Linked DNA regions of Pan troglodytes: region 1 is linked to region 2. The links are chromatin contacts, called in public HiChIP or PLAC-seq maps. All regions are on one chromosome and are shown on one strand. Each heading gives the region's core, a stretch centred on a gene start, on an enhancer-like site or on the middle of the called end of the contact. The rest is flanking DNA. Distances are from core to core; before and after follow the strand shown.

Region 1 (5,809 bases), core at 2,662-5,161, 59 kb after region 2:
GGAACTGTAATTGTCAGTGAAACTAGGAATAGAGAATATCTACAAACTCCAACTTATGTATCTGTGGCCCAAACCACCGCAATCCAGCATAACCAGTTTGGGAAGCCACAGATGGGAGACTGGCTTGGTGGGCACAGTAGGGCAGATTAGAGAACATATAGGGGTTCCAGGGGTAGCAAATTTCAAATCATTAGCAAATATCAACCCTCAGATGCCTGAGAAGGACCCACCCTAAGAGGGAATGGCTATGAATGCAATACAGAACAAACATGGTGGGATGTGTGTTGGGGAGGGGTGGAAGACATGGAAAGGGCATTGGGGCCTGTAGAGGGAAAGATTTAAGAATCAGCCTGACTTAGTTATTTCAGCTTAGAATTAGAATAGGCCAGTAGTCCATGACTCACCTCCCCCATCTTCTCACCCAAATTCCTATAAATAACCAGAAAAGAATGGAAATTCGGCCAGGCATGGTGGCTCACGCCTGTAATCCCAGCACTTTGGGAGGCTGAGGTGGGCAGATCCCGAGGTCAAGAGATCGAGACCATCCTGGCCAACATGGTGAAATGCCATCTCTACTAAAAATACAAAAATTAGCTGGGCATGGTGGCGCACACCTGTAGTCCCAGCTACTTGGGAGGCTGAGGCAGGAGAATCGCTTGAACCCAGGAGGCAGAGGTGGCAGTGAGCAGAGATAGCGCCACTGCACTCTAGCCTGGTGACAGAGCGAGACTCTGTCTCAAACAAACACACAAAGAATGGAAATTCATGCCACCAGTGAAAGCTAGGATTGATGATGGATTTATTACCAGAACTTGGGAAGAATTTTTACTACAGCCCTACAAAAGTGGTCAAATAAAAAAATTAAATGAAAATCAAATCCACAAAGATTAGAAACCAGTCTTAGCCAATTTTGGTGAGTTGAGCACTCTCATATACATTTGATGGGAATGTAAATTGGCATGAACTTTCTGGAAAGCATTTTATAATAGCATATGCATTAATAGGTTTAAAAATATTCATACCTGGTGGCCCAGGAGTTGAATTTTAGGAATTTATTCTAAGGAAATAACCAGGGGTGAGGTCAAGTATTTATACAAAGGAATGCTTGTTCCAGGTTATTTATAATAGCAAAAATAAAAGAGTATATTCTAGATTATTTCCCCCATGTTGAAATAATTTTTAAAAGTATAGTGTATTCAGAGGACAGAATATTATACAGGCAGTAAAAATGTAATTTTAAGTGTCCTATTTGGAAGAAATAAAAACATATAAATAAAGAAGCCTGGAGACATCCTACATCTGATAACATGGCAGACTAAATAGTTGGGCTGATTCGTCTGCCAAAAACAACAGAAATGATAAAATAAATAATAAAATCTAAAGATATCAGGTAACAAAATAGTAATGAATTATAAGATAACATCAAAGTAAAGAATAATACCTAGAGAAATCATCTTGCAGAGATTTGATTTTTTAAAACTATGCCTAAAGTTTACTCAAGGAAGAGCATCTGATAAGAGAGCTTTCCCCCCATAAACCAAGGACTGCAAAAGTGTGGATTATCAGAAGAGATCCGGTACATTCAGGGTGGTATGGCCGTAGACAAGGGCTGGGTTATCAATGTAAGGGTGAGAGATAAGTCACCTATCCCGTACCCCTACCACCAGGAGCCAGCAAGGCAATTTGTCTTAGTGCCACGCTGGACAACCACAAAACCACAAAGATTTGTGGTTGAGAAGTTGCAACCACAAATCACCCCTCAATATTTGCAGCCCAAATTCATATTACTATTATAGCATGGTTCAAAAATCCTCAAATTATAAATTTGGTTTACAATGACCTTGGACTGGTGATGCTGACAAGAAAAAAATTTACATGGAAGAAAAACAATATCAACCCTCTCTAGATAAATTCACTTTATCCTGGAACTCAAAGAAATTTCACAAAAATGTTTCCAAGGAAAATGAGCAGCCTGTCACACAAGGAAAGAAGGTACCGTGGTATGTTCGAGGAAGATATGTTTGAGGAATGCCCCCAATTAATGTCCTGGGGACATTATTTAATGCTCTAGGGACATTATATAATGTCCCCAGAACTCATAAATCAATAAGAAAGAGATAAACAGCTTAATAGAAACACAAAGAAAAGTCAGTTCACAGAAAAGGGAAGGCAAGAAGTTAATGAAAGTAGGAATAATGACTGACCTCACTTATAATGAAGAACATGCAAATTAAAAAATGAGGTAACATTTACTTCACCTGTCAATTGGCAAAAATTAAAGCTGGATAATGGCAGAGATGATGAGATATGGGAAATGGATGCTGTTAGGTACTGCTGGTGGAAGTGGCACCATCAAAAACAGTGGAAATAGCAGATCACAGAAAGATATCTGAGGGGACTTCAGATCTCAGAATTATCAGGCTCAACTATATTTACTATGTATAAAAAGCTTAAACATATCGGTAAATTCTTTTAAAAGATCAATCTAGAATATTTGGAAAAAATCAAATAGAAATTCTAGAAATGGAAAAAATATATTAATTAAAACAAAAATATGGGTGGCCAAGTGGGGAGGATTGCTCGAGCCCAGGAGTTTAAGACTAGCCTGGGCAACATAGTGAGACCCTGTCCTTACAAAACATTTTTTAAAGATTAGCTGGGTGTGGTGGCTCATGCCTGTAGTCCCAGCTATTTGGGAAGCTGAGGTGGATTGCTTGAACCCAGGAGTTGGAAGCTGTAGTGAGCTATGATAGCACCGCTGTACTCCAGCCTAGGTGACACAGCAAGACCTCGTCTCTTAAAAAACAAACAAAACAAAACAAAAAAACAACAACTGTGGATTTTGTAGCACATTAGAAACAGCTGAAAAGTGGATTATTAATAAAAAGGTGAAGACATAAACCCAAGTCAAATATGGGCAGACAAGAAAAATATGAAAGTGGGACAGAGACATGGAGGATAAAGTGAGATGGTCTAACACCTATGTTATATTCTAGGAGTTCATTTACTCTATAAGTGTATATTTTTAGCAAATATTGTACCAGACACTTTGCAAAGTGCTGGAGAAGAGTAAGACAAGAGGGTTTCCTGTTTCCTGAGTGGATTCTGGAGTAACACTGGGCCACCCAGTTGAGACAGACTGCCTTCAGGCTGGACGCGGTGGCTTGCGCCTGCAATCCCAGCACTTTGGGAGGCCAAGGGGGGAAGATCGCTTGAGTCCAGAAGTTGGAGACCAGATTGGGCAACATAGAGAGACCCCCCTCTCTGCAAAAAATTGAAAAAAAGTCCCAGCTACCCAGGAGACTGAGGTGGGAGGATTGCTTGAACTCAGGGCTTCGAGGTTGCAGTGAGCTATGATCTCACCACTGCGCTCCATCCTGGGAGACAGAACGAGACTTCTCTCTCTCTTTCTCAAAAAACAAAAACAAACAAACAAACCCCCCCCACAAAAAACAGCTCCGATGCTGGCTCCTCCAGGAAGCCTTCCCTGACTACACATACACACACGCACGCACACTACCCGGGGTCAGGAGCCTCTTAAGTGAGCCGGTTAGATCCAGTGCGCCCCCTATCTCCTCTGCCCCTACGCCTCGCGCAAGGCCCTCGCGGCCGGAATAGTCGCGCATTGACCGACTGGACTCTAAAGCCCCTTGGGGCAGGTGCTGTGTCCAGTAGTGTATCTGGCGATGCACCGAGTCCTTTCCACGGAGGGCAAGCAGGTGAAATGGCACGGAAGTGGAAGGGGCCTAGCCACAGAGCGCCTCGAGCTGGGCAGTCAATCCTGGGGAAGCCCTGGTCGTCTTCGCCTCGCCGGGTTCGGAACAGCAGGCTGGGATCAGCAACCATCGAGACGCATCCGCCGAGACCTCCGAGCATCCTAGAGAGGACACGGAAGCGAGTCTTTCCTTACGCACCTGTCTGACAGCGTCCGCAGCTCACTTCCGGACCGCGGAGAGCACTGGCGACCCTAGCGGGTGAGAGGCCCTTCAGGGCCGCGGCGGGTGAGAGTCTCTTCAGGGCCGCAGCGGGTGGCGGGCGAAGTGGTAAACGGGCGCGGGGACGGGTTTTGGTGCCGCTACGGGGCTCGGCGGCAGCGGGGTTGCAGTAGAGCCCGTCTCCCTCCGCTCAGCCCCGGGTGAGGGCGGCAAGTCTCTCAGGAGCTGCCTTCAGCGGCCCCGAGGCCCTGCGGGTCTGGATGCTGAGGGGCCGCCGCGCTGTAGGCTCAGGTAGGAGCGAGGCTGATCCCGCTCTGCCAGGCTTGGCTTAGTGCAGGGCTGGCCACGAACCCGAAGAGATCTTGAACCAAAGCAGAACTCTGTGCAAAGTGAAAGTAATCACATAGGACACTCATTTAAAGAATAGTGATGAGCCAGCCTGGTCAACATAGCGAAACCCTGTCTCTACAAAAATTGAAAAGTAGCCGGGCGTGGTGGTACGCGCCTGAGGTCCCAGCTACTCGGGAGGCTGAGGCAGGAGGATCGCCTGAGCCCAGGAGTTCAAGGTTGCACTGACTTACATTCATGCCACTGCACTCCAGCCTGGGCAACATGGGGAGACCCTGTCTCTACAAAAATAAATAATTAGCTGGTCATGGTGGCACTCGCCAGTAGTCCCAGCTACTCGGGAGGCTGAGGTGGGAGGATCGCTTGATCCTAGGAGGCAAAGGCTGCAGTGATCGCACCACTGGTCTCCAGCTGGGGTGATAAAACCCTGAGATCCTGTCTCAGAAACAAAACAAAAGAGTCACAATGGGTGGGGGGAGATAAAGAATAGCAATGGGGCAATTTCTATTTGTCAAATGGCAGAGATAAAAGATGAATGAGGATCTTTCTTGCCTCCAGGGAATCTGTTAGAGGGAGACACATGGGTAAACATTTGCACTGTAGTGCATTAAATGCACTAGTGGAGTGAACCAATGCAATAGCTAGAAAAGAATGAAAGAGAAATCTCAATGTTGCAGAGTCAATGAATAGACTGAAAATATAAACTTGGTTTAAGTGGGGGTAGATAAATACAGAAACTCACAATAGAATATTTAGCAGAAGCTTTGGGGTGTGCCTCCTGCTAGCTGCCCATTCTCTGCTCCAGTCAGGTGATCTTTCCGTTTTCTGACAAGCATGATCTCCTTCCCCTGGTGCTTTGGACTTCCAAGTCTGTCTTCCCAGTCTAGGTCTTCCGCATAATCCACTTGGAGGTAAATAGGACTCATTCTCCAGTCTACTTCAAGCCTCTTCTTTTCCTTGAGTACTTGGACTTAGATTAGTTTTCTCTCTTTTTGACTTCACATTTTTTTTTTTCAATCTGTACCATGTATTTTGGGAGGCAGTTATCATCCAGTCTCTTTTTTTTTCCTTCTGAGAAGTAGGAGGAGTAGCACTCATCCTACAGAAGTGTTTTAAGTATTAAATGAAATATGTGTTCACATGCTTTCTAAAGAGTAAAGCCTGTACAAGTTAGAAATCTTTAGGTCATTTGTCATAATGGTATATATGTTGCTCCATTGTCTTTTTCAGGTTGAGCGCACCATCACGTCTAAGCCATCAGCAAGTTTGTTGGTTTTAATCTCCAAAATACGTCTTGATTTTGTCTGACTCTTTGCCACCACCCTGATCTAAGCCCTTATCATCTGCTTGAATCACTGTAAGTGCCATTTCTCTCTTGCCACCTCTAGCCTATTCCCTGTCAACACACAGGCAGAATGACTTTTATAAAACATGTAGTTCCTCGCTAAAGTAAGAAATAAGAATAAAGTTCATAATTCTTTCTGTGGCGCAGGCTCTGGGTGATCTGGTTTCTCTCTGCCTCTGCC
Region 2 (5,283 bases), core at 2,054-4,553:
GGGTAAAGACTGGGAAAATGCTTCTTACGACGCCAAGGAATGCAAAATATATCCAGCAAATCCCCAGAAACTAGGAGAGAGGCATGGACAGATTCCTTCTCACAGCCTCAATAGGAACCACACCTTAATTTCTGACTTCTAGCCTCCAGACTGTGAACCAACAGATTTCTGTTGTTTAAGCCACCCGGTTTGTGGTACTTTGTTATAGGAGCCCTAGCACACGAATGCACACTCTTATTGGGGTTTGCCAGCAACTCCATACAGCACCTGTATCCATCAAGGATATTTCTGGAACCACTGAATTTGCAAGTAAGCTTGCACTGTTGCTTGGATTTACTATAGAGTGCTCTCTTGCCCCAATAAAAAGTGGAAGCTGGCCGGGCATGGTGGCTCACGTCTGTAATCCCAGCACTTTGGGAGGCGGAGGTGGGTGGATTGCTTGAGGTCAGGAGTTCAAGATCAGCCTGGCTAACATGGTGAAACCCCTCCACTACTAAAATACAAAAATGCTGGGCGTGGTGGCGGGCGCCTGTAATCCCAGCTACTAGGGAGGCTGAGGCAGGAGAATTGCTTGAATCCAGAAAGCAGAGGTTGCAGTGAGCCGAGATCACGGCACTGTACTCCAGCCTGGGCTACAGAGCAAGACTCCGTGTCAAGAAAAAAAAATAGTAATAAATAAAAAGTGGAAGCTTTTTAGGTCACCTAATACATGTGTTGGAACAGTTTTCTCAGGTGCAGAATATGCTACCTCCCAAATCCAAAGGGGCCCACCAGGACCTGTACTAATTTTTTTGGGATTAGAGGGTGCAAGGTGGAACAACTTTCTTTTACCTTTGGGTGATGTCCCCAAACCACTGGGCCCCACCAAAACTTCATCCGTTTGATAAGTGCCCATATCTTCAGGTTTCTGTACTGCCTTAGTAAGAAGTCTTACTAGGATATCTATGACCCTTGTCACTTGCTACTCACTGGGTACTACTAGCATTTGTCATGAATATATGGACCATCATGATGGTTGGGTAAAGTTCCTGCGGACTACACTGTGACAGAGAACAGGTCTCAGGATCCCACCCTCTCCCTGTATGAGCCACGACTTTGACTCAGGGGACCTGCCGAGTCTGCACAATTGGTCTCCTTTACATTACTGTCACTGTTACAAACAGATCCTCGGCCTAATTTTCAGCTTAGCTAGATGCAGAATTACCTTAGTAATTTATAAAAAATCAGCTATTGTATGTATCTAGATCTATTTCTGGACTTTTTTTTTCTTTAAGAAATTCAACCTCATATTTCTGGACTTTTCTGTTCTGCTCTGTTGATCTATTTGTCTCTATGCTGATACCATACCATCCTGATTACTGTACCTTTAGGAAAAAAATCTTAAAAAAATACAAGTATTCCAATTTTATTCTTTTTCAAAATTGTTTTGGCAATCCTAAATCCTTAGCATTTCTATATAAACTTTAGAATCAGTTTGTTAATTTGCACTAAAAAAAACAAAACAGGCTCGGTGCAGTGGCTCACGCCTGTAATCCCAGCACTTTGGGAGGCCAAGACGGGCGGATCACCTGAGGTCAGGAGTTAGAGACCAGCCTGGCCAACATGGTGAAACCCCATCTCTACTAAAAATACAAAAATTAGCTAGGTGTGGTGGTGCCCACCTGTAATCCCATCTACTCTGGAGGCTGAGGCAGGGAAATTGCTTGAACCTGGGAGCTGGAGGTTGCAGTGAGCTGAGATCACGCCACTGCACTCCAGCCTGGGCGACAGAGCAAGACTCTGTCTCAACAACAACAAAAAGACAAAAAAGAAAAAAGGTAACAATTTTTTGAGTTGTTTCCACCTCTGTCATCTGGCAAACTGTTAAAAGAAAATTTTGCTCAAAAGCAAAATAGCAGCTGCTGTTTCTTAACACTTTGTTATGTTTTGATGAGTACTGGTGGGAAGTGGCCTCTTTAAGTGGGTACCTTTTGTGGTCCTCTCCCTGGAGCCAATTGCCTGAGTCAGCTAAAACTTGGACGCGATGTGCCTCACTGCCATAGCTCACTCACCTTTGCTGCTGAAATGGTTTCCCATCACATTGCTAATAGGTACAACCTGTGAAGGGTTCTAGGTGGGGAAATGGCAACTCAGGAAGAACTCCAAACCTTTAGCTCTCCTAGGATATTAAATGGCCGTTATGAAGAGGAAGAAGTACTGTGTCATCTATTGTCCTGGGGACCTGTCAACAGGAACAATAGATAGACATCACCAGGGGTGTATTTCTGTTCAACACAAGGAAAAGTTTCTAATTGGAGCTGTCCAGCATGAAATGGACTAAGCAGTGCATTTTCTTTCTCCGATCCTGACTCCACTGTGACGGGCACTGCAGACTAGAGAGATTGTGTCCTAGTATGAATTTAGGTTGGATCAATGGTACTTAGGGATAAAGAGAGGAAAGGAATATCAGAATCTCCAAGAAGCTGACACATTTTGAAAAAATATATAAAATGCCACACTTCAGGTTTTCTTGTGTTTAATTTGAAACGTCCAGTAACATTAAAGAACAGCATTTGATTTGCTTAAACAAAGTAGTAACAGCTGAAGTTCCTTCCAAATCACTTTTCTGATTCTCTAAGAGGCTTGCCTATGCCTTGCAGATCTAGCTTCACCTACAAGACATATTCTGTAAGGATCCAGGTTCAGCAAGGTGTCAGAATGTCCTAAGGGTTTCTGTCCCGGCGCTCTGCCTGTCCCGCTTGTGCACCATGCTTTTGCCTATCCCTGTTTCTGCATAGATTTTAGTCTTCCCACCAGGGACGCAACTGTCAGTTTCCTCCGTCTCTCTCGGTTCCATTCCAATCTGCTCATCTCCCCTCCCGTCCCCGCTTTCTCCAAGGACCTACTGAGATTTCGATCCCACAACTTAGTGGGTCCCATCTCACCCAGGCCCCGCAATCCTCGCCTTCTACTTGTCAGCGTTGTACTACACTCTGAGCAGGCACCCCTGTGCTACTCACGGAAGCGGGGCCATTAGGTCGGCCATTCCTCCTCACCCCAACGACACGCACCCACTGGGTCGGGCCGCCTCCTTGCAGGGAGTCTCAAGGATGGGCTGGCGTCAGGGAGGGGCCCCGGGGGCGCTTTCCCAACACTGGTCGTAGTCATTGTTGGTATAACGGCTAGAGACGCCCAGTGAGTTAGCATGGAGGGCAGTGGGACCGGAAAAAGACGTGGAAAAGCTGCGAAAACGAGCCTTCGAATCATGGACGCGCGGGCCCAGCTCCTCCTCCGAGTTCCTCATCCGAGTTCCTCATCCGGGGCCGTCACTCACATCCGGGGCCCTCACTCACATCCGGGACCCTCATCCGGGGCTCTCACCCACATCCGGGACCCTCATGCCTGGGCGGAGGAGGGGGGGCCCTCATTCGGGACCCTGCACTCCGTCGCCGGAAGTGCCACCGAGAAGCGCCGGCCTCGGGGCTGTCTACAGCGGCCCGGGAGAGGCTGTGGTGGCCCCGAGCGCGAGTGTGTAGGTGACAGGACAGCGGCCAGGCCCGCCCCTCCCCTCGGTGAGTACCCGGAAGCCGTTCTGGGGTCGCAGCGGGGTGGCAGCTTGTTTTGCCTTCACGGGAGTAGAAGGAGGCGGCGTCCGGCCGCGGCCGACGGTAGTTCGCTTCCCCGAGAGTGCGCGGAGGCCCGGGTGCGAGGAGGGCCTGTTTCTCTTCAGCCCTGGTTCATTCACCTCGCGGACCGAGGGCCCCGCCGTCAGGAGCCGGCGACCGTGCCCTGGTGCGAGCTGGTCTGTATGTCCCCACTGGTCCTTTTGGGACTTTGCCTTGGCCTAAAAGGGAAGTGGGAGGAGGGCAGCGCCGGGCAAGGCCTTCTGAGGACCGAGCTGGGAGCCGGGCAGGGGCCCAGGGCGAGGGTGGTGGGAGGGGGACGGTACCCTCATGCGTCCTTGGGCCTGAAGGACGCCGCTCAAACCTGTTCGAACCGCAGCTCTTACCTGCGTTGCTCTCAGGATTCCGGGAAAAGGCCGGTCTAGCTGGTCTGAGTTAGCGAAGGGCCTGACCCCAAAAGTGGAGTTTTATTCGCCAAGCCCGTGTTGTAAATCGGAGTGGGCTGACGGTGTTACCAAGATATTCCTAGGGGGCCTGCTGTTTTATTTATTTAAATGAGTTTATTTACGTAAACGCGGGCCTGTCACGGTGGTTCACGCCGTAATCCCCGCACTTTGGGAGGCCGAAGTGGGAGGATCGCTTGAGGCCAGGCGTTCGAGTCCAGCCTGGGCAACATAGCGAGACTCCCATCTCTGCTAAAACAAAATTAAAATAAAATGAGCAATCATAACTAGCATGTTTCTCTGGGCACCAACTTGAGCCTCCAAAGACGATTGTAAATTTTAAATATTTTGTTTTGTTTATTTGAGGTGGGCTGTCACGCTGTCATACAGGCTGGAGTGCAGTGGCGCAGTCATAGCTCACTGCAGCCTCTACCTCCCAAGCTCAAGCGATTCTCCTGCCTTGGCCTTTGGAGTAGCTGGAACTACAGGCCTGGGCCACCTAATTATTATTATTATTATTATTATTTTTGTAGGGACGGGGTTTCACCATGTTGTCCAGGACGGTCTGGAACTCCTGAGCTTAAGGGATCCACCCGTCTGTGCCTCCCAAACTGTTGGGATTACAGGCTTGAGCCACCGCACGTGGCCAATTTTAAATATTTTAAAGTTTCCACAGAAAGCTTTACACTATTAAATTGTACCGTGTTAATTTTTTTAATGCCACAAATTCCAAATTAGAGACTCTTCTATGATTTGGTTCTTAAGTATTTAAAGCTGAAGCATATCCATATTTCTTTTTCTTTTTTTTCTTTTTTCTTTTTTTTTGGGACGGAGTCTCACTGTGTTGCCCAGGTTGGAGTGCAGTGGCGCGATCTTGGCTCACTGCCACGTATGCCTTCTGGATTCAAGCAATTCTCCTGCCTCAGCCTCCCGAATAGCTGGGATTACAGACCCGCACCACCACGCTGGCTAATTTTTGTATTTTTAGTAGAGAAGAAGTTGCACCATGTTGGTCAGGCTGGTCTTGAACTCCTGACCTCAAGTGATCTTCCCGCCTCAGCCTCCCAAAGTGCTGGGATTACAGGCCACTGCGCTTGGCCCCATTTTTCTGTTACTTATTTAGGGTGGTTAATCATTATCAACTAATTTTTATTGAATATCCATAGTGTGTAAGATCCTTTGTAAAGTCCTGACGATATAAAATGAAATGCTTTAACTTATTACAGTAATTTCTCTTA

The links. HiChIP or PLAC-seq counts read pairs in DNA pulled down with a chosen protein or histone mark.
Region 1: a contact with region 2 is called in an H3K4me3 HiChIP or PLAC-seq map of stem cell-derived excitatory neurons, with 4 times the contacts expected there. The contact joins the promoter of ZSCAN25 here to the promoter of FAM200A in region 2. A contact is called at or near these places in 1 of 7 Hi-C or Micro-C datasets (stem cell-derived neural progenitor cells) and 1 of 1 datasets of contacts at active chromatin or transcription factors (stem cell-derived excitatory neurons).

Annotation. Positions count from the first base shown.
Region 1 is chr6:109,013,892-109,019,700 of NHGRI_mPanTro3-v2.0_pri, forward strand. ZSCAN25 (zinc finger and SCAN domain containing 25) reads left to right here and starts at 3,912. Exons shown (of 9, transcript XR_008536482.2): 1 at 3,912-4,001; 2 at 5,514-5,640.
Region 2 is chr6:108,955,547-108,960,829 of NHGRI_mPanTro3-v2.0_pri, forward strand. FAM200A (family with sequence similarity 200 member A) reads right to left here and starts at 3,304. Exons shown (of 2, transcript XR_010158622.1): 1 at 3,051-3,304. It overlaps ZNF655 (zinc finger protein 655), which reads left to right and starts at 3,185. Exons shown (of 5, transcript XR_010158617.1): 1 at 3,185-3,551.